2 separate regions of the Sus scrofa genome follow, and region 2 is linked to region 1. Evidence: chromatin contacts called from public Hi-C data. All regions are on one chromosome and are shown on one strand. The core of a region is the stretch at or near the end of the contact, and the rest is flanking DNA. Distances in the headings are between cores, read along the strand shown. Region 1 has its middle 35 kb from the start of JAK1. Region 2 overlaps JAK1 (Janus kinase 1).

Evidence for each region. Hi-C and Micro-C count contacts between places; a contact is called where the count stands out from the background.
Region 2: a contact with region 1 is called in a Hi-C map of liver, with 8 times the contacts expected there. The contact joins two enhancer-like sites. A contact is called at or near these places in 3 of 47 Hi-C or Micro-C datasets (epiblast stem cells, liver and skeletal muscle) and 2 of 2 datasets of contacts at active chromatin or transcription factors (alveolar macrophages and skeletal muscle).

What each region holds. Positions count from the first base shown.
Region 1 is chr6:147,392,146-147,396,365 of Sscrofa11.1, forward strand. It overlaps a transcript of JAK1 not described here. Among named protein-coding and RNA genes, the nearest start is that of JAK1, 35 kb to the right of the region's middle. Within about 2 kb of position 2,931, at least 70 of the 83 cell types and tissues checked have an H3K27ac peak or open chromatin away from gene starts, as enhancers often do. A contact at or near this core is called in alveolar macrophages, liver and skeletal muscle, where this site is marked.
Region 2 is chr6:147,529,887-147,534,498 of Sscrofa11.1, forward strand. The region is part of intron 8 of JAK1 (Janus kinase 1); the gene reads left to right. Among named protein-coding and RNA genes, the nearest start is that of JAK1, 100 kb to the left of the region's middle. Within about 2 kb of position 1,630, at least 9 of the 83 cell types and tissues checked have an H3K27ac peak or open chromatin away from gene starts, as enhancers often do. A contact at or near this core is called in alveolar macrophages, liver and skeletal muscle, where this site is marked.

The sequences.
Region 1 (4,220 bases), core at 1,681-4,180:
TGCTTAATTTCAAAAGCCTTCAGTTTCTCATCTGTAAAAAGGAGGAATATAATTTCATTTTCTCTAATGACCCAACCAATTCCAAAATGCTATACCGTAACTGATAAATATCATCTTACAGTTAATGCTGATAACAATTAAAATTGTCTTGAGATATTCTCTTTGTGAAAAAATTCAACACCAGTTATGTCGTGTCAATGAATGAAATATGTAATATGTTAAGACATATCATTTGGAGTTCTTGTCATGGCTCAGCAGAAATGAATCTGGCTAGCATCCATGAGGATGCAGGTTCGATCCCTGGCTTTGCTCAGTGGGTCAAGGTGTAGCTTGCAGACAAAGCTTGGATCCTTTGCTGCTGTGGCTGTGGTATATAGGCCGGCAGGTACGGCTCCCAGCTCTAAAAAGACAAAAAAAAGTATCATTTATGTTCAAATAAGTTGTTGTTGATAATATCTAACTTGGAAAAGATGGTTTTTGTTTGATCAGATACTTTCCTCAAGCAGCAAAGCAGGGCAATAATAGAGGCCAACAATTTTTGTTTCTAGAGTTCAGGTTATTAACAGCCTGGCTTTTTACCAGGCAAATTAGAACTTGCAGTATGGGATGGAGTTCCCGGGTGGCCTATTGAGTGAAGGAGCTAGTGTTGTCACTGCTGTGGCTCAGGTTACTGCTGTGTGTGGGTTTGATCCCTGGCCAAGGAACTTCTGCATGCCATGGGTGCAGCAAAAAAAAAAAAAAAAAAAAAATTAAAGAAAGAAAGAAAAAAAGAGAAAAAAAAAAAGGAAATTGAAGTATGGTAAAAATAAAGGAGATGGTCTTTTTTTTGTAAGTTTCAATATTTTTATTACTGAAGAATAGAATGGCTTCTTATTAGAACATTAGGAGGCGATGCTTTGATTTCATGAACATTTTGTAGGATTATCAAGCCAGAATGAATATATTCTACCCAGCAGTCTAGAATTTCACATTTTTTCTAGCAATTTGTATTTGTTCTCTCCTTCAAGATATCAGAAGCAGAGAAGCGTGGAGAAGATGGCCCCATTTCGGATTATGTCTGGCTGACCTAAAAAATGAGACATTTTATAATTTGATCTGCTGTTGTATCTATCACTAGAAAACCCAGCAGTTTCTTGAAAAAGAGTTTGCATTCAAATTGTATTACTCATCCCTAGATCTGGAACTTCTGCATGCTAGGGGTGGCCAAAGAAAACAAAACCCCCAAAACAAAAACAAAAACCACCAATTGTATTACTATAACTATATCATAATCATCATTTTGGAAACCATTTTTGACAACCCACAAAAGAATCAAGTTTTGCTCATGATTGCCACTTAAGAGTTTTGATTTCTTTGATCTTCATATCTACTTATTTGGCAATTCTGGTCCCTAAATTAGACATTTAGTATACTTGGTCAGCCTCAAGACTTCAAAGACACAAGCTGTCCAGCCATCTGCCAGACTGTTATTGAAGTCCCTTGTGTTTTCACAGATTGCAGCTTGTCTCTTGTGAAAAATGAGGCACAAATCTATTCCAAGCCCGAGTAAAGCAAATGACCCATCGCAGAGCAACACTGATGGTCACTCAGGGGTCTAGCAATTCCTGTGCAAAATATCAAAACACTGTACTTAGAATACTCAGGGCAGTGAGAACCTGGTATCTTCCACACCATCTTGAAAAAGCACTGTTTTGTTTACTTGTTTGTTTGTTGACATAGTTTGTGTGATTAAGAAGTGCTACTATCTTATGGGAATAAGACAAAAACCCCTCTCAAATTATCTTGCTTTGGAATTGCCAAATTTAACCTATTGCATGTGTGTATTCAATTTGGAGATTGTTGTTTTATTTGTTTTAGGTGGGTAGTAAGAGGGTGTGGAGTAAGGCTTTGCAGGGATTACTGCAGAAGGCATTATATTTTCATAAAGAGGGAAAAATACACCCATCTCATAATTACAAGTATTTGGAGTTGAAACATTGAGACAGTTTGTATTCTTGCCTTCCATATTTCCTCATTTGCAAAATGTTTCACAATCATTTAAATCCTTCCTCCAAATATTTATTCATTCTCTTATTTATTCAGGACGTACCACGCCCCATCAGGGCTAGTAACACTGTGATTCTTGGAAAGCTGGTCTCCGACGCTTTTAAGCATCACTACCCTCCCGGCTTTAAAACTAACTCCTGAAACCCCCCCCCCCCCCAGAGAGATCGAAACACGTTTCCTGTGTGAAAATATACACGGGGAAAAGAAACGTGTCAGTTGTATTCACCCGGAACCAGCCTAGAGCGGGCACGCCAGCGGGTTAGTGAGGTTTTCTTTGTAAAGGGCAACCTCTGCATTTTAAAGGGCGCAACCCGGTCACCCCAAAAAATGCAATTGAAAGGGCGCCTGAGGTCAGGACCGGACACTCGGCCACTCCTTTTTCGGCCGGGGAAACCTGGGAAACATTTTTTGGGCTCCGTCCGAGTCACGAGGCAGTTCCACGGCAGGAATTGTGCAATGGGGAGAGTCGGGCGGGCGTCCGGGCTTGGAAAAACGTGGGGAAGGCTTCCACGGTGCCAACTCCCCCGCCGGGAGCTGCGAGGCACTAAGGCGCGGCCAGGACAGCGGGGCTCTGGGAGGCCCCAAATCCGGGCCAAGAGCGCCTCGCCTCGCTGTAGGGGTCGGGGATGGAGAATCGGGGGGACGCCGTCCCCCGTCTCGGGCAGAGTACGCCGCCGCGCGCGGCCCTGGACTCTGCGAGTGCCCGGAGCGCTAGAGGGAACGGCGGCCGCGGGCGACGCGAGGGAACGCAGCCTCGCCACATCGATCGCGGCTGGGAACTCCGGGCTCGCACTTTCGGTAAGAGCACCGGGGCTTCCAGCAGCGCCGCGTCCCCGCCCCCGCCGGCCCGGCTGCCCTTTCGGATGGTGACGCAGTCGGCGGGGTACGCAGAAGTCTACGCGGAAACCCGGAACCTCCCCGGCCGCGGGCGCCGCCTTCCCGCCCCCGCGCAGCCCCAGCCCAGCGGTGCTCCTTCGCGCCCCACGCCGAGTGTCACGCACCGAGCGAGGCCTTGAGATGCGCTGCAAGGGTTAAACATCCGAGCAGTCCCTGGATGCGGACTCGGTGATAAACATTCAGACACATTGGTTTACTCATATCACTACGCGTGGGACTTACGCACTATTATTAGCTTCACTTAGAGTTGGGGAAACAGGCTAGAAGAAAATTGTTACTTAGTTTTTTTTTTTTAATTGGAATATAGTTGACTTAAGTTTCTTCTTGAAATCAAGGCAGAGCTGCGAATCAAATCCAGGGTAATCTTGACTCAGCTCTATCATAATTCTCTTAGATCAGCCACTACATGGCTTTCATTCCCGTGAGCAAGTAACAGGTGCGCAGGTAAAGTGAGAAATGGAGCCCCTCTTCCCCGGGCAACAGGGGCAGTTTGCTTCTGGTTGGTGCTCACACACATGTCCAGATGTGCTGGAAAAATAAAAACTTTACATGTGTATGTGTGTGTATGTACACACACACACACACACACACCATGAAGTGGCAAAGGTTGGAACGATTTCTCAGCCCTTGTGCCTCCACTTTCAAGCTATGTATTCGGATCAGGGACACTTATCATACGGGATTACTGGAAGATTAAATAAAACAGTATTTACATGGGTGTTAGCAGCTGGAGGACCTCAACACCTGTTCATTCTCTCCCTGTGAATTCTCTCTTATTTTTACAGCGTTCCTGGGAACATCGGGGCATTCACCCTCTTCAACACCAACACTGGAGAGGGGGTGTGCAGTCTTTCAAGGTCAACACCTTTTCTGACAGATGATAGATTGAATCCATTCAATGGAAGATCACTTTCCCCATCACCATCACCAAGCTAGGGGCTCTGTCTCTTGGCTACTGCAAGGGCTCTTTCCATCACACACACACACACCCACACACCCACACCTTTTTCCTCCAGAAGCTTTGGAACAGCTCTGAGGCCAAAGCGTGACTTCCTCGGTGACCTGATGGTGATGAGGTGGGCAGGGACCTCCAGGAAGCGGGAAGGCTAGAGGAGGAAGTAGTCAGGGAGCTTGCAGCCTGCCATCCCCCCCCCCCCCGCCTCCCCCAGAGAGGGGGAACCCTCCCAGCTGCACCTGGGCCTCTTTGCTGGCCAGGGCTGGGCCCTTTTTGGTAACTCGGGAAGCAGCTGCAGCCTAGTAAAAGAGAACAGTTCCTG
Region 2 (4,612 bases), core at 380-2,879, 140 kb after region 1:
ATCCCGATCTAACTTTAGAACATTTCCATCCCAAACCCCAGGCCATCCCTCCCCTCCAACCTGTCTCCTTTGGTAACCGCAGGTTTTTCAAAGTCTGCGAGTCAGTTTCTGTTCTGCAGATCAGTTCATTGTATCCTTTTTTTAGATTCCACATGTAAGTGGTAGCATATGACGTTGGTGTCTCACTAGTCTGACTAGCTTCACTTAGCACGACAATTTCTAGTCCGTCCATGTTGCTACAGATTACATTATTTCATTCCTATTTATTTATTTATTTGCCTTTTGTCTTTTTAGGGCCACACCTGCGGCATATGGAGGTTCCCAGGCTAGGGGTTTAATCGGAGCTGTAGCCGCCTGCCTATGCGAGAGCCACAACAACGCAGGATCTGAGCCACGTCTGTGACCTACACCACAGCTCACGTCAACGCTGGATCGTTAACCCACTGAGCAAGGCCAGGGATTGAACCCGCCTCCTCATGGTTCCTAGTCAGATTCGCTTCCGCTGTGCCACAACGGGAACTCCTTTATTTATTTTTGTCTTTTTAGGGCCGAACCCATGGCATATGGAGGTTTCCAGGCTATGGTTTGAATCAGAGCTGTAGCCGCTGCCCTACACCACAGCCACAGCAATGTCAGATCCAAGCCGCGTCTGCAACCTACACCATTAGCTCGCGGCAGCGCTGGATTCTTAACCCACTAAACGAGGCCAGGGATTGAATCTGCATCCTCATGGATCCTAGTGAGATTCGTTGCCTCTGAGCCATGACAGGAACTCCCCTCATTCTTTTTTATGGCTGAGTAATATTCCATTGTGTGTACATACCACATCTTCTTTAGCCACTCCTCTGTTGATGAACATTTAGGTTGCTTCCATGTCTTGTCTGTTGTATATAGTGCTGCAGTGAACATTGGGTACAGGTGTCCTTTTTTTTTTTTCTTTTTGCTTTTTCTAGGGCCGCATCCATGGCATATGGAGGTTCCCAGGCTAGGGGTTAAATCTGAGCTGTAGCCACCGGCCTACTCCAGAGACACAGCAACGAGCCATGTCTGTGACATACACCACAGCTCACGGCAATGCCGGATCCTTAACCCACTGAGCGAGGCCAGGGATTGAACCTGCAACCTCATGGCTTCTAGTTGGATTTGTTAACCACTGAGCCATGTTGGGTACAGGTATGTTTTTGAGACATAGTTTTCTCTGGATGCCCAGGAGTGGGATTGCTACATTGCATGGTAATTCAAGTTTTAGGTTTCTGAGGACTCTCCATACTGTTTTCCGTAGTGGTTGCACCAATTTACATTCCCACTAGCAGTGTAAGAGGTTCCCTTTTCTCCACACCTTCTTTGGTCTTCAGATATGTATCTGCTTCAGAAAGCGTATTTGCTTTCCTCTCAAATACTGATGTTTTAGCATCAGTATTTAGTTCACAAAGGTTATTGGATTTGAAGGAAGAGCCTGGTGAGTGTTAGCAATTTCCCCCAAGGGCTCCTGCACTGCCCAGCCTCTCTGCAGAGTTGGGTGGGTCATCTGGGATGAGGTCAGTGGGAAGCCCCACTCTACACCTGAGCCATGGCCACAGTGACAGTCCTCATGATGCTGTCAGGCACACCCAAGTGACTCTCGGACAGAGGAAGGGGTGTTCAGCCCCACTTCCTCTTCTTGGTATCACTTGAGGACATGATCTAGACAGGCGGGCCGGCTTGGCAGGGGAAGTGGGAGCCCTGCCAAGATAAACATGTTTGTGTTGGGAAGTCACAGCTGACAACACGTAGAGAAGACAGGCTGCTGAGACAGGGTGCTCCATGAAACAAAGGTAGTCTTCTAGGGAAATACCGTGTTTTGCCTACCATTTGGCAAATACTGTGTCCAAATCCTAACACTCAGTGCTGGGAAAGAATGTGGTGAGAGGGCTTAGGACAGGTGCTCATCCTTTTGCACCTAAAGTAACTTGTCTTTTTTGGTGTTCCTTTTGGGAAAGTAGTTTGGTAACATATGCTAAAAGCCTCGAAAACATCTGTATACTCCTCTGTTCAGGAAACTAGGCTCTGTCTTCCAGAAACAACAAGAGATGTGGGCAGTGGTCTGTGAATGGGAGTGTTTATCCCAAGAGCACTTACAATGCCAGATACGGAAACTGACCTGCACACGTGAGAGTAGGAGAACGGGAAAATAAAACACAACTCATCTGAGGAGGAGAATATTATTGCTGAATTTTAAAAAGTCTGAAAACAATGCTTTGTAAAAGGAAAAAAGCAGAGTATAAAACTATTGGTAGAATGGAAGCAATTTTGTTAACACATTTTGAAGCATGGGAGTTCTTGTTGTGGCCCTGCAGAACCTGACATAGAGTCTGTGAGTTCATTCCCTGGCCTTGTTCAGTGAGTTAAGGATCCGGCATTGCTCAAAGCTGTGGTGTAGGTCGTGGATGCGGCTCGGATCTGGTGTTGCTGTGGCTATGGCTGTCACCTGCAGCTGCAGGTCTGACCTGACCCCTGGCACAGGAACTTCCATATGCTTCAGAGATGGCCATAAAAAGAAAAAACATTAAAGTATGCCTACTCTCACATACACATGTGAGATATTAGCAGCTATTTGTTTCTTGCTTGTTTTTTTAAATTCTTATGGCTGCAGCTTTGACCTACACCACAGCTGCAGCAATACTGGATCCTTTAACTCACTGTGCTGGGCTGGGGATCGAACCCATGCCTCCACAGAGACCCAGCTGCTGCAGTTGGAGTCTTTAACCCACTGCACCACAGTGAGAACTCTAACAACTATTTGTTTTTGATGGGATTATGAGTGATAGAAATTTTCTCATTCTCCCCACCCTCCCTCCTTTTTGTAAATAATAAATACGCATTGATTTTATTAGACAACTGTGGTAAAAACGTGGAGCAAGACGTGGAGGAGCCCATATAGACGTTAGTGGAGAGTTGGACAGTGGAGGCAGAGAGGAAGTGAAAATAAGTGCTGTCCATTCTGCATATTATAGCTACTAGGTCATTTTATATGATGTTTCTACATTATCTTAGTCAGGACAAGGACCTTAAGGTGTCAAAACTTGGGCTCCGCTTCCGGTGATGGGGAAGCTGAGACTTACGGGGAGGGGTGTAGAAAGTTGCACCGGGTTGCACCCCGAGGATATGGCCCTGCAGCCTGGGCTGCTTTGGTTGTTCTCTTCCCCAGGGACCTTTTAGTAGGGGAGAGGTTGGGACATCTGTGACCTGGCTTTCAGTATGGTCAAACCCTGAAGATGCTTGGCAGAGGTGGAACAGCCACCAGCTGCTGGAAGTTTTGTGAGCCTGCCCCATCCTGTCCTGGCTGACAGAGTCACGTCTGGCACCAGATGGTGCACCTGTCATCTGAGTCAGGGCTGGCCACAGGGGCTGGCGGTCTGTGTTCTGTAGAGAGCAGCAGGAAGGCAGGAAGAAGTAAATACTCAGTCTCCTTGTAACTTTATTTTTCTTTACAAATAGTCGTCCTCCTATGTGCCAGGCACTTCTTATTCCAAAGACTTTACAAATACCAACTCTTTTTTTTTTTTTTTCATTTTCATGTCAACCCTATGAGGTGGGTATATATTCCCCATTTTACAGAGGAGGAAACGCTAGTTAAGAAGTTAAGCAGTTTGTCCGAGGTCACATTGCTATTGTGTTAATAATATTTAACACTTTTTCATGTATAAAATGATGACATATGCTTAAATGTAATAGAAATTGGAGATACTGAGATTTGAACCTCAATAAGCTGACCCCTGAAGCTGTGGGTTAACAACATGTGATGCTTTCGCTTATTTATCTCACTGCCCTGTGCCTTCCCAGCCATGGGCCTTCCAAGCAGTCCTTTGGTTGCTGCTCTTTCGGGAAGGCATGGTGCTACCATGTTATCAAATCATAGCTTGATTCACCTGTTCTCTCTGCATCTTCCTGACATCTCCCCGTTCTGTTCAGGCTTCTGCTTTCAGAGGACTTAAGTGCTAACATGGTTTCCCTTTTATGTGACTGGGTGAAAGTCTGCCCAAGCCAGACTGTGTCGAATTTGATGTTTGGGGCTCTGCAGAGAGACACCAGCTCACACTGGCAAGGAAGCTCCCTTAGCACAGAACCCTTCCTGAATCGCCGCCCCTGTGGGAGCCCTGCCCCCTCTCGGCCCCCTTGGCTCACAGCCCCAAAGCACCCTTCCTTTGGCATCCTCGCTGCCTGTCGTGAAGCCCCTTACCTTCATTCTCTGCTTGCTTCCATCCTCATGCACTGGTCTTCTCGTCTCTGTCTACTTTTCTTTGCCACCAGCCTCTTCTTTCTCCATTAAGAGTCTTATAATCAAGTGTCATCTTACCCTTCTCTGAAGTCTCAGGTGCTTGTTAAATGTCTTAATCCTGGCTTGTGTTCTTTCTTTCATCAGATGCTCCTAGTTGACCCCACAGCTCCTCTCCCATGGTCATCTCTGCTTAGGGTTATCAGATCACACAACACCCTCACCTGTCTTCACCTCTGAATGTGTTTCTTCCTTCCAGGGAAATTCTCTCCCTCCTCTTCCCTTTTGCCTTTGCCTCTCCTACTTTTTGGTTGGTTAGTTGGTTGGTTTGTTTGTTTGTTTGTTTGTTTTTTGTCT